Linked DNA regions of Gossypium hirsutum: region 1 is linked to region 2. Evidence: chromatin contacts called from public Hi-C data. All regions are on one chromosome and are shown on one strand. The core of a region is the stretch at or near the end of the contact, and the rest is flanking DNA. Distances in the headings are between cores, read along the strand shown. Region 1 holds the start of LOC107895614 (NEP1-interacting protein 1). Region 2 holds the start of LOC107895515 (IST1-like protein).

Region 1 (3,799 bases), core at 12-2,511, 260 kb after region 2:
TGCATCTAGTTAAGAAATTGAACTTGAGTATAAAGAATGAAATTATTATTATTTAACCGTTTAACCAAATAAGTTAATATGTTAAAAACATTAATTAAAAATATAAAAAACTTTTAAAAAAAAGAAAAAAAATATAAATGTAGGTGGGAGAAGAATCAAACTTGAAACTTAATGAATAACATTTAATCATTTCACCAAAGAATTTGATTATATTAAAAAAGTTAAAAAAATGTAACTTAAAGGTAAAACACGTCCAGTTGGAGCGTTTTTTTACTTTCTCTCAAAAAACAGTCTATTTCCCTAAATTTTCAAAATATCAACTTATTTAGTTAAAGAAATTTTTTTTTGACATATATGACTTATTTAGCTTCTGTTTTCAAACTTGACTCCACATTTAAGACTTGAGTTTTATTTATTTTTTAAAAATTATGTCATATTATTTTATTTTATATATATAATATATTTTATATCACATAAAAAATAAAAATTTATAAAAATATATAATACTATGATATAAACAATATACTAATTTGTTTATATGTAAAGTTTTAAATATATATATATTAAAATGTGAAATATTAAATTAAAATTATTTTTTTTTGTAAATTTTGTTTTTTTCTTTCCCTAAATATAAATAGACCTATATGTTAATATGAGCCTCAATCCGACCACATCCATACATAGAAAGGAAATATGCTGATAGACTCGGATAAATAATCTATCATTTAAGCAAAGGGAAAAGAAAGGAAGCATCCCTTCCCCTTTAATTCCCGGCTCTTTTCAAGTATATAATATTAATCGGCAAAAGAAAAGAAATACGACAATGGTTACAATATTAATGGTGACTTAAAAAGTGATTATTAGGTTAGTGGGAAAAAAAGTAATAATTGGGGATATTAGGAAAATCATAGTCATCCAACCAAAAGCAAAAACAAAGAGAAGAAAAAGGGGAAGCTAGGAATCATGTTTAAAATGGTGGAAAAATTGCTAAATGTGGAGAGAGATGGGGTTATTTGAAGTTTGAAGGGATCCATGTCTTTTTTATTTGAGATAAGGGATCCATGTCTTAATAAAGAGTTGGCAAAACATCAAAAGCAAAGTAAAACCAATTGATATTTTTAAAAAAATGAGTGCTAATCATCCAAATTTTAAAGATGAAAATGGAGAGTGATTATGAGTTTTTACAATGAACATTTTAGACCATGAATATTTGAAGTCCACTTCATTTATGAGTTTTTGACAATGATCACTATTACAATTTAATAACTTTAATTTTATTTATGCATTTAAAACCCTTTTTTTCGTGTATTAAATAAAGATATTAAACTGCTTCACAGAGAGAGAGAGAATATCGTCTCTTTCATCCACAAGTCAGAAATTTTCATGTTCTCAAAAGAGAAAAACTGGAAGCGAGGGTCTAACAAAGAAATTAAGCTTTAAATGCGAGTTGGTTCATTTCCTTTCTCTTCTTATCTCTTAAGCACTAAGCCAGGGATTTAAATTGCGGTCGCGGTCGTGTTTTCGGTCGCATTGCGTTTATCGCGGTTGCGGACATAACGAATGCTATTGCGGTCATTGTAGGTATCGCGGTCGTAAATTTTACATTACTTATTGTGTATTGCAGATATAGTGGGTTTCGGCAGTAGCGGTTTCGGATGGTGCCGTTACCGCTATATAACGGCCGCTATTTCGATAACGGACCGCTATTTAAATCCCTGCACTAAGCATACATACCCTTTCTCTCTTCTTTTTCTTTAATTCCCTTATATATATATAAGCTTTCTTCGTTCTTAAATCCTGTACTTGTAGATCACCCATAACCGGTCTCATTTTCCAACAATCACCCAAATCCAAGGGAAGTGAAAAAAAAAAAGAGAGAAAAAGAATGGAATTTCATGAATACCAAATTCGTTTTTCGAGGCCTCCACCTTCCTTCTTTGGGGATTTCCTTGAAAAGCTTAAAGATTTTTGCAATTTCGCCTTTTCCGCCATTATTGGCAACATTTTCTCTGCGATCTTAACCTTCTTCTTTGCATTAGGTTCGTTTCTTTCTCTCGTCTCGAAGCGTTTCAATTTCTCGTTGTAGATCTAATTTATATGTAAATATTGTTTCATTCAAGCCATTTGATTATTGATCTATTCATGGCCTTTGATGTCGGTTTTGCAATAAATTGATATATATATATTACTTTGATGTTATTATTTCATGTTGCTGTTTTGTTGGATTGCGATACTATGAGAATATCTTGCGTGCAGACAAAGCAGTTTGGATTAATTTGTCTTACATTTATTTCTAAAATACACCTAGAATTAATGACTTTTTGTTTGGTTTCTTAGAATTAATGCTTGATACTAAGCTTAACCATCATGTACTCAAGTATTGGGAATGAGATTGACATTGTTTGTGTGCAGTGGGCACCCTGTTAGGTGCCATGACGGGGGCTTTGATAGGACAAGAGACCGAGAGTGGGTTCGTTCGAGGCGCCGCAGTTGGGCTATATCTGGAGCTGTTTTTTCAATCGAAGTTTTCGAATCTTCTCTTGTTCTTTGGCAATCAGATGAATCCGGGATCGGATGCTTGTTGTATTTGGTGAGCACTTTTGTTTATTCACCTGATTTTACAGTTTTGTTTTGGTTTGATTTGTGCTTTCTATGTCAATGAAAAGAGGGATATAAAACACAACTCTTGGACTTGGTTTATCTAAATTGATGAGTTTGTGATAAAATAATTTTGCAGATTGATGTCATTGCAAGCCTTCTAAGTGGGAGGCTTGTCCGAGAACGAATTGGTCCGGCGATGCTGAGTGCAGTCCAAAGTCAGGTAATATGCTGAGGAGTTTGGTTTGTGTGCCACAACTTGATGGTTCCATCAATCAGCCATTTGCTAATGATTTCAGTTTCTGTTATCAGATGGGAGCTTCTGAAACACCTTTTGAGGAGGTTCAGAACATCTTCGACACTGGTGGTGTTAAAGGATTGGCTGGAGATTTGGTTGAAAAAATCCCAAAGATCATAATCACTAAAAATAACAATGTCGATGCTTCTGGGGAGAAAGTCTCCTGTACAGTTTGCCTTCAGGTCCAACCATATATATTTTTTCGATTTTTGAACTAGTAACATCAAAGAAGCTTGTCTGGTTGACGTCTGGTGTTTCATTTTATCTTTATGCAGGACTTTCAGCTCGGAGAAACGGTTAGGAGCTTGCCGCAGTGCCATCACATGTTCCACCTTCCTTGCATAGATAAGTGGCTTGTTAGTCATGCTTCTTGTCCATTATGCAGAAGGGATCTGTAATGTTAATTTTTGTAAATTATACCACTAGATGAGTTATTTATGTTTTTTGTTTTTACTGCTGTTACTTACCTGGGCTGCTTGTATTTATTCATCGAATCAAATGCTTTGCCTACTCTGTCTGCCTACGTTATATCGCAGAATCAAACATTGTAATTCAATTAGCCCTTTGTATAAAGCTTTTGATTTACACTTTTTCAAACTTTTAATTGCCTATCTTGATATTGACTCTTGTGCTTTCAATAAATGACTCTTGTATATTGAATTATATTCATGGTAGAAACTTCCCAGCAACTTAGAACACGTTTCATCAAGAGACTTAAAACAATAGGTCAGTATTTTTTATGGTTCTTCGCTTCCGAATAAACATGGATTTGATTGTTTTGATGGACATATTGCAACCTGAAATAGTTGATAAAGCAGGTGAAAATGATACATGACCAAGTTCACATGATGAGGTTCCAAATCTGGTCTTGAACCATGTGATGAGGTTCACATGATTCATTTT
Region 2 (4,021 bases), core at 106-2,605:
ATTTAATAGTTTCTCCCCCAGTTTTGGTATTTGAGACCTTGTAAATTTCTCTTTTTCCAATTTTTCTTAGACTTCAGAAATGATATATGGGAGAAAGTGATAAGACGAAAGGATTAGAGACTGCGGAGCAGATCTCTCAAACTTATGTTCATAACTCCAACTAATCTGATATAACTATATTATGTATGGTTCTTGTGGATTATTCCATCCATCCTCTCCATTTGAGTCATCAGCTTTTTGGATTACATTTAGTCTAAACTAATCAATTTCTTAAAGTTTCCATCCATTTCTATTTTTAGTAATGACGTGTCTAACGAAGCAACCGGATAATTACACGTGGTGTACTAGGCGTACCTCATTCTGGTCTGATACATTTTGCCACATTATTAAATATTTAAAAATTAAAAAATCTCCAAACTAAATAATTTTTAATAATCCTCAACAACCATTTGTCTAAGTTTATTTTAAAGTTATTTCTTAAATAATTATAGAAAATTAGTTAACATTTATTAACGATTATAAGAAATTAATAAAATAGAACTTATCAACTTGATTAACTAAAAATATCAATTGGATTAAAAAGATATCTGTGTATATTATATATGGGTATGTTTGATTTCTTTAAACATGCATGTATATATGAATTTTAAAAAATTTAATCATTATTTATAATTATTAAATAATTTTAAATATATTTTTATATTTTTTATAATTATTTAAAAAATCACTTTAGAGTGAACTTTGATGATTATTTGTTTAAATTTGTTTTAAATTTTTTTTAAAGTAAATTTTTAAAAAATTTAAAAGTTTTTATAGTTTTGAAGTAATTTTATATTTTTTTGGAGAATTGTGTCCATGATACTTTTATGAAGCTTAACCCATGCCTTTTATATGAGTGGAACAGAAACTCAACCAAATCAATTAAAGATATGATTCATTATCATAGAGAATTGTTTAACTTCAAACAAAAAACATCTTAATTCTTTTAACATTTGACAAACCACATTTTTCCACCTCATCAAGTTCCCAGTGTTATTTTTGTAAATTAAAAAAAAAGCTATTTCATTAAAATATATTTGAAGAAGAAAGAAATAAAAACTTCCAATTCTTCTTGTTCGGTTTATTAGAAAATTTATATAAATAAAAAAAGTGAGTGAAGGCCCAGTAACATTCAAAATTAAAAATCCATTTGACATTGGAAAATGGGCTTCTTTGATCCAAATTGAAGCCCAAAAAGCTGATAGGATCCCCATCGGATTCTTCCCACGTATCAAATCACATAACGGTTACATTGGTCGCTGTAGAAGAAAGTGGGACCCAGACAATGAAAAGGATTTAAGTATTGCTGAAAATACAGTGTATCCCAATGCCTTTTTTGCCAATCCAACCGTTACAAATAGACACTCTTCTTCTTCTTCTTTTCTTAGATCCTCTGCAAGGCCAAGGGTGCAAGCCATGACGGTCGCGGCTGCCGCCACTGCACATTCCAAGAAGCTCATGAAGCTTACGCTCTCTCTCTTCGGCAATGGCTTCAACTCCTCCAAATGGTACCCTCCATTTTCCTTAAAAACCAAAAAAAAAAGAGTATTTTTTTTTCAATTCTGGGTTTCCATTTCTTTACTTTTGTTTCGTTTCTCTTGTTATTTATCCAGCAAAACGGCTGCCAAAATGGCGGTTGCAAGGATAAAGCTACTCAGGAACAAGAGACAAGTAGTGCTGAAACAAATGAGGCGTGACATCGCCTTGCTTCTTCAGTCTGGTCAAGATGCCACCGCCCGCATTCGAGTATTCATTTTGCGTTACTGTTTAGTTCACCATTAGTAGCATTACACCATCATATATATAGATTTAAAAGTCCTCCTGTTTATCTTTGTCTGTTTTGCTTCTTATATTGGGAATGGATGTTTAGGTTGAACATGTCATGAGAGAACAAAATGTTTTAGCTGCAAATGAGTTCATTGAGCTCTTTTGTGAGTTAGTGGTAGCCAGGCTTTCCATCATCAAGAAGCGTAGGTGAGGCAGCCTGATGACACCATGGGTACTTTCTATAGATTTTCTCTTTACATAAAATAAAATGTTACTAAAGCAGTCCAACTATTACAGGGAATGCCCTGCTGATCTGAAAGAAGGAATTGCTAGTTTGATATTTGCGGCCCCAAGATGTGCTGAGATTCCAGAGCTAATAGAAATTAGAAACATTTTTGAGAAGAAATACGGAAGAGATTTTGTAGCTGCTGCCACTGATCTGCGGCCCAACTGCGGTGTTAATCGCTTGGTTAGCTTTCTCTTTTATCATGATTGCTCCATTGTAGGATATCAAATTTAGCTTGCTGTTGAGATTACTGACATTGCCTTTGCTTGTCTCTGTTCCTACAGCTGATTGACAAGCTCTCAGTTAAAACTCCTACAGGTGAAGCAAAATTGAAAGTCATGAAGGAAATAGCTAAGGATCACAACATAGAATGGGATACAACTGAATCAGAAAAGGAGCTGCTCAAGCCTCCTGAAGAGCTTATTGTTAGTTCACAAGTCCATTCATTCTAAGCTCATTTCTTTGTCGTTCTAATATAAACTAATGTGCTTTTCTAATTGATTAGGAGGGGCCACGTACATTCGTTAGTGCAACCAGCTTACCTGTGAAACCTGCTACAAATCATTGTCCGGAACCAAAAGAGTCTATGACCAGGAAACTCTGCTCTAGGTCAGTTTTCAATCAAAAATTTTCACCATCAACTGTTTCTAACTTGTTTATATTCTTTGTTCTTACTAAAAATAATGTGGCAGAGGAGAAGAGGGCCATAATCGTTTTAAAGACACGGTTGCAGCTGCAGAAGCAGCAGAAGAATCTGCAAAAAAAGCAATTACTGCCGCACAAGCTGCTGCATATTTGGCCAACCGAGAGAGTAATCTATTTAGTGAAGCATCTGGTTGTGTAGGCAACGCTGCTCGAGGATCTGTTCCAACTTCTCCTCCTGGAACTAGGAGAATGTATGAATCTCGGAGTTTTGGGACGTTCAACCCTCCAAGTACTGAGGATGTAAGACCCGGCAACAATGGAGGTGGAAAGACCTGTAGGAGACACAGCTACAATCATGCCCCTGCTGCACATTCAGATATAAAGTTTGATGAATCAGATTGTGATGAAGAAATAGAAATTGAAGATTATCCTGTTGGCAGCACTGATCTGCCACCACCAGTACCTTCTCTTGAGAAACAGGATTCTTCTATTCACCGTGTACACCCAAAATTGCCGGATTATGATGATCTGGCAGCTCGTTTTGAAGCTCTCAAGTATCGCAAATCACTACCATGAAAATCAGATGCTTGTAACCAATTTTATTGAGATTCAGATATTATTATACAATTTTATGAATGCATTTGTTCTGTATGTACTGTCCTTGAGAAAGGAAATAGAAGATATAATAATCATATTTAGTTGATGTCAATTTTTTGTTTCTGGTAATGGAAGATGACATGGGTAACAAGCCTTATCAAATAATAGTTAGAATATAAATCTAACACAGATTAAAACATCAGAAGTATAAATCTAAACCCGACAAGCAACTCTGCCTTCAGCCAACCATATCTAGATATATGATACATAACACAACCTCGCATTAAAATTTTGCGGGTAAAGAATCAGTTCATAGATATGGTAAATGATATATTGCCCTATAATGTCAGCAGCAACGGCATGTTAAAACATCAGAAGTATAAATCTAACACAGTTTAAAACATCAGAAGTATAAATCTAAACCCGACAAGCAACTCTGCCTTCAGCCAACCATATCTAGATATATGATACATAACACAACCTCACATTAAAATTTTGCGGGTAAAGAATCAGTTCATAGATATGGTAAATGATATATTGCCCTATAATGTCAGCAGCAACGGCATGTTAAAACATCTAAGCAAGTGTAGGGCCTTGACTTTTCTTCAAGCTCTTGAGCTGAGGGCAGAGGTTCCAAACTGTATATGTTGCTTCCACCACAACAGAAGTCGTATAAATTGTGGCAAA

The links. Hi-C and Micro-C count contacts between places; a contact is called where the count stands out from the background.
Region 1: a contact with region 2 is called in a Hi-C map of leaf, with 1.6 times the contacts expected there. The contact joins the promoter of LOC107895614 here to the promoter of LOC107895515 in region 2. A contact is called at or near these places in 2 of 34 Hi-C or Micro-C datasets (both in leaf).

What each region holds. Positions count from the first base shown.
Region 1 is chrA11:24,122,780-24,126,578 of Gossypium_hirsutum_v2.1, forward strand. LOC107895614 (NEP1-interacting protein 1) reads left to right here and starts at 1,262. Exons shown (of 6, transcript XM_041081411.1): 1 at 1,262-2,039; 2 at 2,413-2,493; 3 at 2,496-2,590; 4 at 2,738-2,821; 5 at 2,911-3,078; 6 at 3,172-3,493. The coding sequence starts at 1,886. The coding sequence ends at 3,294.
Region 2 is chrA11:23,859,806-23,863,826 of Gossypium_hirsutum_v2.1, forward strand. LOC107895515 (IST1-like protein) reads left to right here and starts at 1,356. Exons shown (of 7, transcript XM_016820784.2): 1 at 1,356-1,547; 2 at 1,653-1,785; 3 at 1,910-2,013; 4 at 2,104-2,275; 5 at 2,377-2,517; 6 at 2,598-2,701; 7 at 2,785-3,446. The coding sequence starts at 1,456. The coding sequence ends at 3,313. It overlaps LOC107895525 (protein S-acyltransferase 10), which reads right to left. Exons shown (of 12, transcript XM_041081406.1): 11 at 3,901-4,021; 12 at 3,572-3,696. The coding sequence ends at 3,681.